3 separate regions of the Rattus norvegicus genome follow, and regions 2 and 3 are each linked to region 1. A link is a contact called in public Hi-C data. All regions are on one chromosome and are shown on one strand. The core of a region is the stretch at or near the end of the contact, and the rest is flanking DNA. Distances in the headings are between cores, read along the strand shown. Region 1 overlaps Reep1 (receptor accessory protein 1). Region 2 overlaps Kdm3a (lysine demethylase 3A). Region 3 holds the start of Kdm3a (lysine demethylase 3A).

What was found. Hi-C and Micro-C count contacts between places; a contact is called where the count stands out from the background.
Region 2: a contact with region 1 is called in a Hi-C map of psoas muscle, with 3 times the contacts expected there. The contact joins two enhancer-like sites. A contact is called at or near these places in 10 of 12 Hi-C or Micro-C datasets (the Rat2 cell line, Schwann cells, frontal cortex and 6 more).
Region 3: a Hi-C map of Schwann cells shows a contact between it and region 1, with 5 times the contacts expected there. The contact joins the promoter of Kdm3a here to the enhancer-like site in region 1. A contact is called at or near these places in 6 of 12 Hi-C or Micro-C datasets (Schwann cells, frontal cortex, hepatocytes and 3 more) and 1 of 1 datasets of contacts at active chromatin or transcription factors (oligodendrocytes).

Annotation. Positions count from the first base shown.
Region 1 is chr4:105,411,770-105,416,492 of GRCr8, reverse strand. All of the region lies in intron 6 of Reep1 (receptor accessory protein 1), which reads right to left. Among named protein-coding and RNA genes, the nearest start is that of Mrpl35, 18 kb to the left of the region's middle. Within about 2 kb of position 2,727, at least 20 of the 93 cell types and tissues checked have an H3K27ac peak or open chromatin away from gene starts, as enhancers often do. A contact at or near this core is called in Schwann cells and prefrontal cortex, where this site is marked.
Region 2 is chr4:105,212,293-105,217,015 of GRCr8, reverse strand. It overlaps Kdm3a (lysine demethylase 3A), which reads left to right. Exons shown (of 26, transcript NM_001389240.1): 9 at 2,672-2,835; 10 at 4,618-4,723. Among named protein-coding and RNA genes, the nearest start is that of Kdm3a, 19 kb to the left of the region's middle. Within about 2 kb of position 2,360, at least 2 of the 93 cell types and tissues checked have an H3K27ac peak or open chromatin away from gene starts, as enhancers often do.
Region 3 is chr4:105,231,440-105,236,162 of GRCr8, reverse strand. It overlaps Kdm3a (lysine demethylase 3A), which reads left to right and starts at 2,793. Exons shown (of 26, transcript NM_001389240.1): 1 at 2,793-2,947; 2 at 3,511-3,726. The coding sequence starts at 3,541.

The DNA of each region.
Region 1 (4,723 bases), core at 1,478-3,977:
CACCTCAGGCCATTGCCTCACTGGTAGGGAATGTTCACTGCTCACGTTTAGATGTTGCCTGAGACCATGGCAATGCAACCTCCCTTTTTAGGTACCTGCCTCTTGGACATTACAGTAATGGAAGCTGTGTGCAAAGCTTTTAAGCCACAGCTAGGTGTGCTGATACAAACCTGTGATCCCAGCATTCAAGAGGTAAAGGCTGGAGCATAAGGAGTTCATGGCCAGCCTCTACTATAGAGAAGGTAGAGGCCAGATTGGGCTATAGAATGAGACTGTCTTAACAACAATAACAATAACAAAACCACAAACAACAACAATCCCTTGGGCTCTGGGCTATTTAGAGATTAAGAGTGAACTCTCCCCATCATGAGGTTTCCCAGATCCTGAGGCCAGATAGGACTCATCCAGTACCCAGCACTAATCCACACTGACTGGTTGAAGACATAGCTCAGTGGTAGAATGTTTGCCTGACACATATGGGTGACCCCCATTTGATCCCCAGCCCTGGAGAAGGGTGGGGAAAGAATATATGGGAGAATATGAAATGATCCATCTCGGCCAGGAATATGAGGAACTCCTACATCTGAGGTGGTTGTAGCTTCCATCTCAGGGTCAATAGGAACGCTAAGACTTAAGGCTTATGAAGGGGAATGTTTGTGAGTATCCCATCCGATTTTCACCAGGGCCTCTAATTTTGTGCGTGACAGAAGTCGTGACTTCTTCACAATGGACCCTCAGGCAAGAAGGTTGAGTAGATAAAGAACCAGAGAGGAACCAAGTAGCTTTTCCCTGAACCTGTGACTAGTAAGTCTCAACCTGTGTCAGCCCAGGAGTCACAAGCATAGTCCTTCTGTTGTCAAAACCCTGTCTATATCCACAATTGGCCATAGTACTACGTATATTGTTTTCTGATAACTTTAAAGAACTGTGGAGCTGGAGAAATAACTCATCTGGTGAGGCACTTGCACACACACACACACACACACACACACACACACACACACACACACACACAGAGATCTTGGCAGGAAGTTGGTGATTTGTCCTACCTGTTTCATGAAGGGAAGTCATTCTTCCTCTAACTACTCGAAGTGTTGTCAGGTATCACAAGTGATGCCATTCCCATCCCCCTGCCCCCCAGATCTCTAGTGCAAATACATGCTCTAGTCCACACCCCAGACACCATGTACCTCCAGGGGAAACTCGGTCCTCCTCGGTGCCTTATATTTGTATATGAACTCCAACAGGTCCTCCTCCTCCTCGTCAGAAAACGCCAGTGGGTTTTGGACCTGGTGGGGCTCCCAAGACTTCACACCACCCTCACTCACATCTCCCTCCACCACTTAATGTCCATCTGACAAAGGAGACAAAGATGGCGGGAAGGGGTCAGTGTAGAAGAGAGCAAGGATGGGCAGAGGGGGAGATTAGGTACACGGCACAGCAAACCTGTTAGGACGGCCAGGGCTCCAGATCTGAAGAGTGGTACTTTAGGGAACTCAGGAAAGTGAAGGTGTCAGTGGAAGACCCAGCAGCTTGTACAGAATGAATTGTAGGCTCAAAGCCATTGAAGGAGGACAGGAGAGGACACGTCCTTAACTCTGAGGCTTGCCATGGACTGATCCTTAGACCTGTGAGTGAGCACCTGAGGAGTGCCCAGGAAAAAGCCTCTCTGAAGACCAGAGTTGTTCCTCTGAGAGGTGATGCTTCCTAAACTACACACAGGCGATGCTGACAGTGCAGCACCCTTGTCTATGCAGCACCAGGCATTCTGTAAGACACAGGATGTAAAATGTAGGCCTAGAGACCCAAAGGGATCATTTTAAGGTGAACTGTGCAGATTTTTCATTTCAAAATACCTGGTGCTAGACAGCAGAGGACCCTCATAGAAATGCGAAATCTGAACTCATCCCCTATCCCACCCGCATGTGACAGCAAGATTCCTACTTCACTCCAGCATTAAGGTGACCCATTGGATGCGGCCATGTTGCTGAGCCAGAATGCCCTAGCTTAGGCAGTCTGTAAATTATTCTCTGCCCTACCCAGTTTATCTGGCATCCACAAACACATCCATGGTTCTGTTCTTGGTGTATTATCTTCATCCAGAACATCGTTCTATTCTTGGTATGTTGTCTCCATCCAGAATTACAGAAGGTAGAGCTAGAGGGTCCACAACTCATCCTGTTTCACAACTCTAAGGTCCACAGACAGAAACCCCAGCTCTTGTTGAGATACAGTGCTGCTGCTTCTAAGTCACATTCAGTCGCAGATCTGGCTCCAATCTTATCACCAGAGGGCTGGTTGCTGTAACTAAGGCTGCAACTAAGCTTTTCCAGTTTCCACTGCTGTGCTCCATGGTAGCCAGCAGGGGGCAGCACGAACACACAGCTGCCATCAGTAGGCCTTGCAGGGCTGAACCGTGGGTGGACAGCAGGGCCTGACATCACAAATTTGCCTTGGATTTTTTTTTTCTCCTTTCTCTTTCTCCGCCCTCCCCCCCCCCCCCGCCCCCGTGCTTCTCTTAGTTTGTTTACTCCAAGTTTTGTTGCTTTCTTGTCCTTTCCTTCCTAAATCAGCTGTTGGACTTGAGAACAGTAAGCCCACCTTTCTTGAACACCCTGGTCTTCCAAAGCTGCCTTTCCCTAGCCCCGAATGATGCTTAGAGTCTATACCCTGCAGCCAGCTCCTGCCATATGCCATGGTTCTCTTGTCTCAGCAGAAAACATCCCGAGCTGTGGGGCTGTGGCTGCTCATCCCTTTTACTCTCTGAGTGTCTGAGGGAGGGCTGGGCACTCAGCTGGCACTGATAGCCCAATAAGCTAAGCAGAAGCCTGCTGCCATCCTAGACGGTTCAGATCTGCTCCACACTGGGGCATGGCACTTACTAACCAGGACATTCCTCTGGATAGGATTCCTCCTGCTTAGTCAGGACCCAAGGCCAAAGTAAATGCAGAAGCATCCTGGTTAGCTCTACCCAGCAAAAAACTGCATCCTCAGGATGGCGTTCCTCACTGGCTGAGTTTAGACCTCTGAACAGGTGTGTGCCCTTAAACCCAGGGCTTTCCCCTGCCAGCTGTCACGGGCAGCATGATAACCCAGAGACACAGCAGGACCCTCGGGTGTGTAATTCCTCAGCCTGCCTTCCAGAGCATACTGAGGCTGAGCATCCAAACCGCACATTAACTACAACAATAACAGGCGTCTCACGAGTGGGCATGCATGCCAATATCCGATCACCGGGAAACAGAGGCACAAGTTTTCTCTGGGTTAGCCTGGGCCACATAGTGAGTTCCAGGCCAGTCTGGGCTCCAGTGTGGAGACTGTGTCTCAGACACAAAAGCAAAATAAAACAAAGAAAGAAACAAAATTCAGTGCCCATCTCAGTACTGAAACTCTTAACAGGGCTTTGTGCACACTCTTCACTGCAACCTTGAACCTTTGAAAAGAGGTAATCCTGTGACTCCCAGGAATGGAGACCATTCCAGATATCTAGGCAGGAGTAGAAGCCTGAACTGATCTGGGCAGAGGGTGGGAGCAAAGGAGGCCAGTGTGGGTGGCTGGGGGACAGAAATAGCTTCAGATGGAAACGACCCAGAACCCCGCCTAAAAACCAGCCCAACTGTTAGAATGGTTCCTGTGTGTCTGTCAAGTGTGCTGTTGGTATTTACCATTTATTTTTACTTTTTTGAATGCTGGAAGTCAAATCCAGGCCGTTGCACATGCTGGGCAAATGCTCTACCACTAAGCTGGGTCCCTAGTCCCTTGTTTGTACAGTCTGTCTCACTCTTGGGGCAGAAAATAACATGGACAGCCACACTTCTGAGTGCCAGTGCACTGTGGATGCTGGTTACTGCTTTCCCTCTTCGGTGGGTGTGAGGAAGGAGCAGGTGGCCTGCACTTACAATTTTCTCCTGATCCTATATACCTTTGATTTACTGTTTCTCTCTCTCTCTCTCTCTCTCTCTCTCTCTCTCTCTCTCTCTCTCTTCCCCTCCCTCCCTCTCCTCTCCCTCCTCTGTCACACACACACACACACACACACACACACACACACACACACACACACACAATCCATACACACATACCTTTTGGAACAAGCAGCAGAATAAATAAGAAATAAGTCACATTGAATTTGTCCACACTGAAGGGTGGTATCAATCTGAGAATCAAGGACAAGTGACTGAGCAGGAAAATACGGAGTGTACCTGTAGATTTTCATAGACTTATGACATAATATGTCCTCTATCTTAACAATGGCTAAGACTCCAAGATCCTGAGAACGTGTTGTGGGTATGTGCTCTCCCATAAGAAGTCTTCCTGACCCTTCAGCAAGGGCACCCCAGGCCTTGTCATGGTTGGGTCAAGGTTGGCAGTTTCTACTTAAAGACAGGGGTCCCAGTTGTCTTCCACAATGGAGCACCTGTGTGTGTTAGTGTCAGCACTGGAGAACTGAAAAGAGGGGCTGGCTTGTCTCAGTCCTTAAAGACCTGAACAGATCTGCCAGCGCCAGGCGCTGAGCCACCCACCCACAGTGCAGCACGACACCCAGGTTAGCATGCATCCCACACGGCACACATTAGTGATGCAAGGCAGCAGATGTGCTGAAAGGACACGCCTGTCTGAACACTTACATCCAGGGTCCCAGCAGTCACCAAGGAGAAAGGAAAGAACATCCTGTTAGAGAAGGGGCTTTGGAATGAAACCCACATGTACTTAAATGTACTCC
Region 2 (4,723 bases), core at 1,111-3,610, 200 kb after region 1:
GTCCCTGTTAAGTGGAGTCTTAGGCAGGGTACGGAGAGACATTCATTCTTCATTTCCTGAAGAAAAAGCACTCTCAGTTAAGGCTGATTTTGTTGCCCAGTGACATAATTGAGAACATCTGTATGAGATTTTATTGCTTTAAGAGAGCTTATCTCTAAGATTGATTTACCTGTGTGCCAATCACTGTTGTAAATGTTACTATCACCATATAAACAGGAACAGTGGCTAAGAAGTACCAAAAACTTGATTTCAAACCAAGGTTTGATATCTGAATCCAGTGATTTTACCCTCTGTGTTGCACTTGTTACTTTTCTTCAAATCCTTTCCTTTTTGTGGTGAATTACCATTGTAAAAAGAGCAGATTCCTCCTTTTCCCCCTCTTCACCATCTTCCCTTCCAAGGAATATTTACTGCATACTGTATAGGAGATATTAATGTATTGTGGTGAGCATTAATACTGCCCAACTTCTCAAGTAACTTCTAACACCTATAGCTACTGAAGAAGATGAGGTGCTACTGTGTCTGTCATCCACCTGGTCATTCATAAATCTCTCCACCAGGGTTCCTGCTATTTGCCTTATGTCAGACATAAAGGAAATAAAGGAGCGGGCCTGTGCCCAAATGTACATTGTGAGGACACTGAGAACAGCTAAGTAAAAGAGACTTTCACAGTGTGACAGGCGCTGTAGAAAGGGCTGCTGGATAAAACTAAGGAGTGGCTATAGGACACTATTTTGCAGTGAGTAACCTGAAATTGTGAGGACATTAGTCAATTTAAGGGCAAGAAGATGGAACCAGCCAGCCGCTGAAAACAGTTGGCAGAAGAAATAGCAGGTACAAAGCCCAACCTAGAACAGGCTTTTAGTGTGTTTGAAGAGAAGCCAGTTCAGTTGAAATAGGTTCATTGAGATGGGACTGATAGTTGCCCAAAGACTGGACCATATGGGATTCTAAAGCTTTGTCTATGGTGGGTAGGAGCATCAGGATTGGGATTAGCAAGAATGAAGAGAAGTCAGTCTAGTCTGGGAGAAACACAGTAGTAGTGTCACAGAAATGGATACATTGAAAATGGAGTCATGATTGATTGATTATTGATTGGGTATTGGGAATGAGGAAGATGAGGAGTTTCTTGACTTAAGTAGATTGATACTTTACAAAGTAAAAATACATGTATTCTACAATTTATGATCTAAATTTTGAAGTAGTTTGGTTTTGGAGTGTAATTTAAGAATAAACATTAGTATAGGAACTCTAGATGTATTCAAAGGAAGGGAGATGGCAGATGGAAGAGATACTTGAAAAAAGGAAATCTTGAATAAGCATTTTTAATGATTTGGTAATTCAGCTTTTGAGACTACTGATTTAATAAGTGATTATCAAAGAACTGTATGTCAAAAGCACCTTTAAAAAAATAAACTCAACTAATTTCTTTATTTAAAAGATTAGGAGACAAGCCCGGAGGTATAAAGTTGACTGACCTGAGAGTGTAGTCAACGTCCCAGCCCTAAAAAGCAGTACAAAACCAACAGAAAGTTAAGTTGAGTTAGGTTGAAAACAGTAGAGTCAGAAAAAATTAAAAATTTCTGATTTTCAGGTGTTTTTTTATTGTGTGCTAGATAGTCTTCAAAGTTGCCAGAATAAGTGAAAAAATGATTTATGATTAGACAGCATTTAGTCTGTTGACAGTTGTCAGGTTTTGTTTTTGTTTTTTTTTTCTTTTTTTCGGAGCTGGGGACCGAACCCAGGGCCTTGCGTTTGCTAGGCAAGCACTCTACCACTGAGCTAAATCTCCAACCCCAGTTGTCAGGTTTTAAAGACTTGAGGAAAGTTGTGTGTCATTGTTTAGGTGTTGTTAGGTTTGGGTTGGTGAATGTGCGGTCTGGTAGAATGGCATGACTGAGGACGGCATAGGACTGATGTGCAGATGAGTAAGACGGTAAAAGTGGATAGATAGACTGAAGTGGTCTGGAGGTTTTTGAGTTTTGTTTCTTCTTCTCATGGTAGGAAATTTTGTTTCTATTGCTAATAGAAATATGTGGATCCAATATTTTTACTTTTACAAAGGTAAAATTGTATGCAAAAGGAAGGGGGAAAGATATTCTAGCTTTTTCCCATAGGCCAGTCATGACTTAATATTTTTTCCAGCTTGGGGTGACCTTTGTGATGACCCACATAAGAACAAGAGTCGTGTCCCCAGTCTCTATTGCATTGCCAAGGCTTGTGTGGTACCCCGTAGGTTCCATTGCCTACAAGAGTCCTAAGTGTCTGGTCTCCTGCCAATCTACGCAGTAAGTGCGTGGTGGGCACTCAAGTCATGTCCAGATGAGTGCATGTGAAACAGCTACCATTGAAGCTGTCATGTAAAAGTTCACCTCTGCTCTGCACATCACATTAATAAAGCAGTTGCCACATCTCTTCCTCATACAGTAACAGAGTTCCGAAAAAGATAGGATGACTTAAATTTCATGAAAAATAGAGTGCTGTATTTACAGATTATTGCATAAGTGTCCTTGGTATTGAGTTTATCACGTTCATTCTGCTGGTCTTTATTTGGCAATGGTGTTGTGCTTACTTAGTAGTAAACAAAGGAAATTACTTTTAATTCATTAACATACGGTAACTGCCCACTAGGGATCTTGTATTTAATATCTGTTGTTTTGGTATCTTCTAGGTCTCTCCCAGTATGTGTCCTGTACAGTCTGTTCCCACAACAGTGTGTAAGGAGATCCTGCTTGGCTGTACTGCAGCAACCCCATCTAGCAAGGGCCCAAGACAGCAGAACACTCCCCAGGCAGCCAATTCTCCACCTAACATTGGAGCAAAACTTCCTCAAGGGTGAGTAGTGCTCTGTTCAGAGTGTTCAATCACAGAAGTAAATCATTTTATTCACAGCTCATTGTTTCTGTATCTCATATTCCTGGAGCATTTTCATAGGAGCTACGTGGGTCAGATTGATCAGGGACCTTCAGTGGTGCAAGTACTAGAGGCACCCAAACATGGAAGAAAAGGGAGCGAATTGGTTATATGTAGAAGACTTTGATCAGTGGGGTGTGAAGGAGAGGGTGGCACATGCATTGAACCCCAGTGTTAGTCAAAATGTGGTTATAGAGAAGAGCTGAACACAAATATATGGAACCAGTGCCTTGCCTGTCAGTTCACAGGTGAAGAAAACAATGGGAAGGTTAGAAATTTAAAGTAGACAGAGGGAAGGATTTCTCTTGTGAGGAAGTGATGGTTGTATGTGCAGTTGATACAGACTTGAAGATGGGTCAGAGTGACTCTGATGTACAAAAGTCAGGTTGGAAGATAGCTGTAAAAAATGTGGGAGAGAGTACATTAATTAACTAGGATAAAAGTGGGTGGCAGCCTGGGATGGAGCTTGAGGAGCAGTGCACAGTGTTGGTTGACTTGTATGCAAACCTACACATACATACATGTACTAACGTGCATATGTATGCTTGAAGGGCGAAACAGTTGGAAGTTTAATAATACCTAAATAAAGATTTCTAATTTAAAAGTGTAAATGAGAAGTACTTCTCTAGAATAAAATACCAGATTTGAAGCAACAGCACTAAAAGAAATAGTATAGAAATAAGAGTGTTGTTTGGCTAGGCAGAGAACTCTAATATGAATTCCCCAATAAATAGTGGGAGGGGACTGGGAAGATTGCACAGCAATTAAGAGCTCTTGTTCTTATAGAAGACATGGGCTCAATTCCCAGCACCTACATGGTGGTTCAGAATCATCTATAACTCCAGTTCCAGGGGAATCCAAGGGCACCAGGCACACAGGTGGTGTGGTACACATACATACATTGAGGCAAAACACATAAAATAAATCTAATAAAAACAATACATTTTTAAATATATGGAAATTTCAAAGAATAAATAAAAATATTTTTTAAGAAGTAGAGGAAATAACGAATAACTTCCCATGTACAAGCAAATAATTAGTTTGTCCTATTTGCTTTGGGTCCTGGCCACTCCCGGTGGCTTGTTATTAATAGCAGAAAAGTGTTTTATGCTGCCCATGGTTTGTAGTGTTAAATGTGATTCGTAGTTGAGGGGATTTCTATTACTTCTGATACACATTTAAGATTTTGTCTTGATGTATGTGCCTGCCATGAGATTGCATTTTCACGTTTTGGTAAATAAGAATACTTGTTTTCTCTTTCAAATTTAAATAATTTTTATTTTGTTATATAATTACTTTAGTACAGGTTTTTCTGGAATAGAAAAAGAAGAGATTAGGTAATTGGCCTTGTGTAAATTTTTAATTTGACACATTAAAAATAACTGAATTTCCTAACTGCTGTATACATTTCCTGGTTCCATATGATAATGTTTGTTTTGAGCAAATGCTAAGTTCATTACGCTGTAAGAAGTAGAAGTCCTGAGCGTGCAGGGAGCATTTAAAAGTGCGTTTTCCTGAGTGTGTAAGACACTTCCCCAGGGCCACAGGTGGTGGTTCTCAACCTCAGCTCACAGAAACCTTTCCAAAATTTACTACCACAGCAGTTTCTTTTTTCTGGCCGGTTGCCATAGCAGCAACCTGTATTGTTTTAGGGTGATAAGAGATAAGAGAGATCTAGATGCTACTTCTCCTCCTGTTTTTCAGATGTCACAAGCAGAGTTTACCAGAAGAAATTTCTTCCTGTCTAAATACAAAATCTGAAGTACTGAGAACAAAACCAGATGTTTGCAAAGCAGGATTACTTTCTTCA
Region 3 (4,723 bases), core at 1,544-4,043, 180 kb after region 1:
TGTTAAGTAATGACTTCACATGAAGTACTTTTCTTCAAAGAGCTTTGGTAATCTGTTGGTACGTGTAGAATTTTTGATTCTTTTTCAAGTACTCTGAAACTTCACTATATGTCACATTCCATTTATTTCTTTTATCTATTTTTTTCATCTTTTTCTTTCTTTTGTTCATTTTTCAGTTTCAGGTAACCCCCCACCAGCTTTGAACTCCTATATACCTGAGGCTAATATTGAATTCTTGATTCTCCTGCCTCCATTTTCCAAGTACAGAGATTAGTGTGTAAAGGAGCCATTATTCCTTGTTCTTTTTATTCATTTTATTTACTCATTTTCCAATTGAAGTACATTTAGATTATTTCCATTTTTCTTCCCACATCCATTGGATATGACTTGTACAATGCTGACAACTGAATGATCTTACCCTTTCTTCCAGTCCATTATCTGTTAGTTGTTTTCTCAGGGTTACCACATGTACATACACACACAAACACACACATTGGTTTCTAGGAAGCTCATTAAAGTTTTAAGCTCATGAACATTTAATTTCTTTTTAATATTTCTGGCAGCTCTATCAGGAATGCAATGGAAAATAAGAGAGGTAATATGGGAAAGAACATTACTAAAATGAATTACATATGAAAATGTCCAAATAAAATCCATTATTTTATACAATGATTATAGTTAATAGTTAGCAATAAACATGATTATTTCCCAATACCTGTACTAAATAAAAGAACTTTCCATCTATGTTTGTATTTTGTTGCTGTATTTTTTTGGTTCTTATTTGGTAATAAGACTTTGTAAGTTCATAAAGTATACTGGATAGCTCTCCAACTTTTCTTGGTTCTGGAATCATGAATAAAAAAAAAATATTGTATGTGTTTTAGTAGAAGTATGCCTAAAATGTTTTTCATGTTTTAGTGGAATTTATGTCTTTAGCAGTTAATTTCAAGTTATGTGTCATGTAATCTAAGTCTTCCACATCCTCTTGTTTTTAAAATTTCTGAGATAGATTTATAGTATTTAATGTGATTATAAGCTGTCAAAACCTTCTTGTAATTTAGTACTATTAACTTAATACTTTCAGTTAGAATAATTCAATAATACATATTATTTTATAGAACCAATCCTTTATTAATATAATTTTTTTCTTTTTATGCTTTTACTCTTAGTCATACACTGTGTAACAACATTATGGTGAATGACACATTACATATACAATGGTGATCCCATAAGGTTTTCTCAGTGACATGGTAGTTTTTATAAGCATATCGTTATCAATATGATGAAATCACCTAACCACCTTTTCTCAGAATATATCCTCATTAAATAATGTATAAAGATGCTAATGTAGTTTTCCTCTGATTAGTCTTATAAAAAATTTACCGTAATAGTTTCAAGCTTCTTATGCTGTACTTAATTCTTATGTCAAAAAATTTTAAACCACTAAGAACCTCTCCATGTTTATTTATAAAATTAACCCATTTATATTTATTGTAAATACAAATGGACTTATTCCTGTCATTTTATTTTTAACCATACTTTCTTCTTCTTTCTTTTGTTTTTCTTGCTCCCATTTCTGCCTTTTGTTGAAGTGGATAGGTTTCTTCATTCCATTTCCCATCTCTTAATGGTTCGAATATCATAAATTGAATTCAGTTTTATTCAACTTCAGCATTATTTAAGCTTTAACATCCTGACGTCATGTATTCAAACCAAGTATTTTTCAAAATGAACATCTGGCACTAATTTGCATTGTGTATTCATTTTCTACTACTTTTTGAACTTTTTCTTAATTCTCATTTTCATACTTTTAAAATTAAATTTCCTTTCATTCTATAATAAAGATTAAGTGCGATGCTAGGTCAAACACCAGGCTTCATAAAGAAGTCTTCAATTATTCATTCCATTTTCTGATTCAACCAAGAATCCTCTGGTCCAAACCACAAAATCGTCTTTTCTCTCCTTTGTCTTTCAAAGTCACCTCTTCCATTAGCTCTTTAATCATCAACTTCATCTCCTTTTTCAATTTCTTTGTTGTCTCAAAACATCTTATATCCACCTTACATTTTTTTTAAAGAAACCCTGCATTCCACATAGTTTTGAATAAATTGTTTGCCTTTAGATTTAATGAACATCGTTTTCCAGCAACTCCTTGCCTTTCTTCATTTATCCTTCAAAATGGCGGACCTAGACAGTCATGATCAATACCACGTGCGCCTGCGCCTCCAGCGGCCATTTCACCCATCAACCCAAGCTCCAGAGTCCGCCCCTTCTGGCGCCTGCGCACGAGCCCCCGGAGCCCAGTCGCTCCTCCCCCTCTAGCTGCGTACGCTTGAAACCGCACGTCCCGGTGCTGTCCCTCCCCCGCAGGCTGTGTACCGCCCCCGCCCCTTTCCCGTGAGATTCTTCCGCCTAGTGGAAGGTCCGTCTTTGCTCGACAGCCTACGCGCTTCAAGTGCAATCCAATAGGCGCTCATGGTCCTGGGTCTCCCCATTCACTCTTATCTGTGAGCCTGTGTGATTTTCTTTTCTGGCCTCAAAGTCGATAACCGATTCGGCGGGACTTTTTTGCGTAGCGCGAGGCAACAAATGGAAGAATGGAGCTGCGGCGGAAGGATCTGCTGATCGCAGTCTGCGCGCTTTAATGGGGGTCGGCTTCCAGTCGGTGCTGGGAGGGGGGAAGGGAGGAGGCAGCCAAGGAATTGTTTTTTTTTCCCGACCCCGCCCTCTTCAGTTTAACCATTAGGAACCAAGAGTTTCCTTGGCTGCCCCGCCTATCCCCCGCGACTCAGCCAATCATCGGTGGCAGCGGCTCCGAGGGGGCGGGCCCGGGAGGCTGTGCGTGTCTTGTGTGAGAGAGCTCTTGAACCAAGTCAGAGCTAGAGTCGGCTGGGCGGCTGGGCTCTCTTGCCGCCGTCGCGGGTGACTCAGGGAGGCGGGAGGCGGGGTAAGCGCTCCGCGGGCCTCGGCTGCGGGAGACAGAGGGAGAAGGGTGAAGGACCCGCGCGGGCGGTCGCCGCGTCTTCTCGGTTCACGGTTCAGGACGGGCGGGGGTGCGCCCGAGTCGGCGGCCCGGAAGCGGGGGGCGGGGGCGCGGCAAGTGTCGAGTCTCGAGCTAGTCCACGGCGGCTCCGAGGCCGCTCGGGGCGGGGACCGGCCGCTGGGACGGGCCCTAGGCACTGAGGGAGCCTTTTCTTTGCCAGGGCGAGGGGACGAACACTTAGGCAAAAGCACTGGCGCTGCGGCTCAGTCCTCCCTTCTCTCTCTCAGTGTCCAGCTTTGAAAGGTTTGGAAAAAGCGAAAGTTGTTGGGGCGAGAGGGTCACGCGGCACTCCGGCGGGTGTTTGCGGGGGGGAGTAGTGGGGGGGTGGGGAGGCGCTGGTGGCAGCTTGGGGTGCGGAATCCACCTGCGGGGGTGTCACTCCACCGGTCCCCGTCGGCGCTTCGTCTTTTCGGGCCGCCTCCGACCTCGGCCGCCCCCATCGCATTTTGTTTTTGTGCCTTCTGCAGGGAGGAGCCCTTCCTGCTGGCGTGGAAACCATGGTGCTCACGCTCGGAGAAAGTTGGCCAGTATTGGTGGGGAAGCGATTCCTCAGTCTGTCCGCAGCTGAAGGCAGCGACGGCGGCCACGACAACTGGGACTTGGAGCGCGTTGCAGAGTGGCCCTGGCTGTCCGGGACCATTCGAGCTGTTTCTCACACTGACGTTACCAAGAAAGATTTGAAGGTAAAAAAGCAAAAAGACGAAAACAAAATACAAAACCCCTAAACAAACAAACAAAACCATCTTCTGGGGGCTGGGCAGTCAGACGGTTTTCAGTTACCTTGGTAACGGGACAGTCAAGCGCCCCTCCCTCCCTTTTCTGAAATGGGCCACTAGAAAGTTGGCAGGTGATCAGGAGGTGCAGAACTCTAGACCATGAAAGTCTTTGAAATGGTGTGTAGTGTTAAGGTGTGTTTGGCCTAGAGCTCCAGTGGCCCGAGATCAATAGTGGGTTTAGGATTGTTCAGACATGCTTCATTAACGCAGGCACTGGGTCCCGCTGGGACAGTCTGATTATGCCCTCAACGGGAGGAATATTGTTTATTAGTAATAGGTTAAAGAAGTGGATGACATTTAGAGTCACCATTGAGGGCTAGCTTGGAAGTGCTTTCAAAAATGAAGATTTCAGGTGGGGTGTTCCTTTTTATTTCTTCATTCAACTTCTTAAACTTTACAACGTGGAAATGGAGTGTGAATGTAAGGGAAGGAGCTTAGTTGTGTTTTTTAGTTCTGTTTGGCTTGTTCGGTGGGTATTTGTGGATGTGTGGTTAGTGAGGCAGGAGTGGGAGGGACTCTGGTTGTTAATGAGGCTGGGTTGTTGTGGGTACAGCCATGTATGGAAGCCTTGGGTGGAGCTGTCCCATATAGGGTGTTTGAGAGGAAGGAGAGAAATGGAACCGTGTGACCAGCGAACACATTCTGGAAGGAACCTTTTTCAGTTAGATCTTTTGAAAGGAATGAATTCTACTCTGTGATACAAATATTGGTGTGACAAAATAGTAGGGAAATAACCAGTGAGGAAGCCATTGTGCCCACAAAGACTCCTTGTGCAAAAACATCTGAAAGAAGATTCCTAACAAAGGCTCCATAGTGATTATAACTTAAAGAAAGTTTGTCAAGACAGAAGATATTTCTACTCTGAATAATGTGCATGCCTTGGGATCTTCTGTTTTTGCCATTT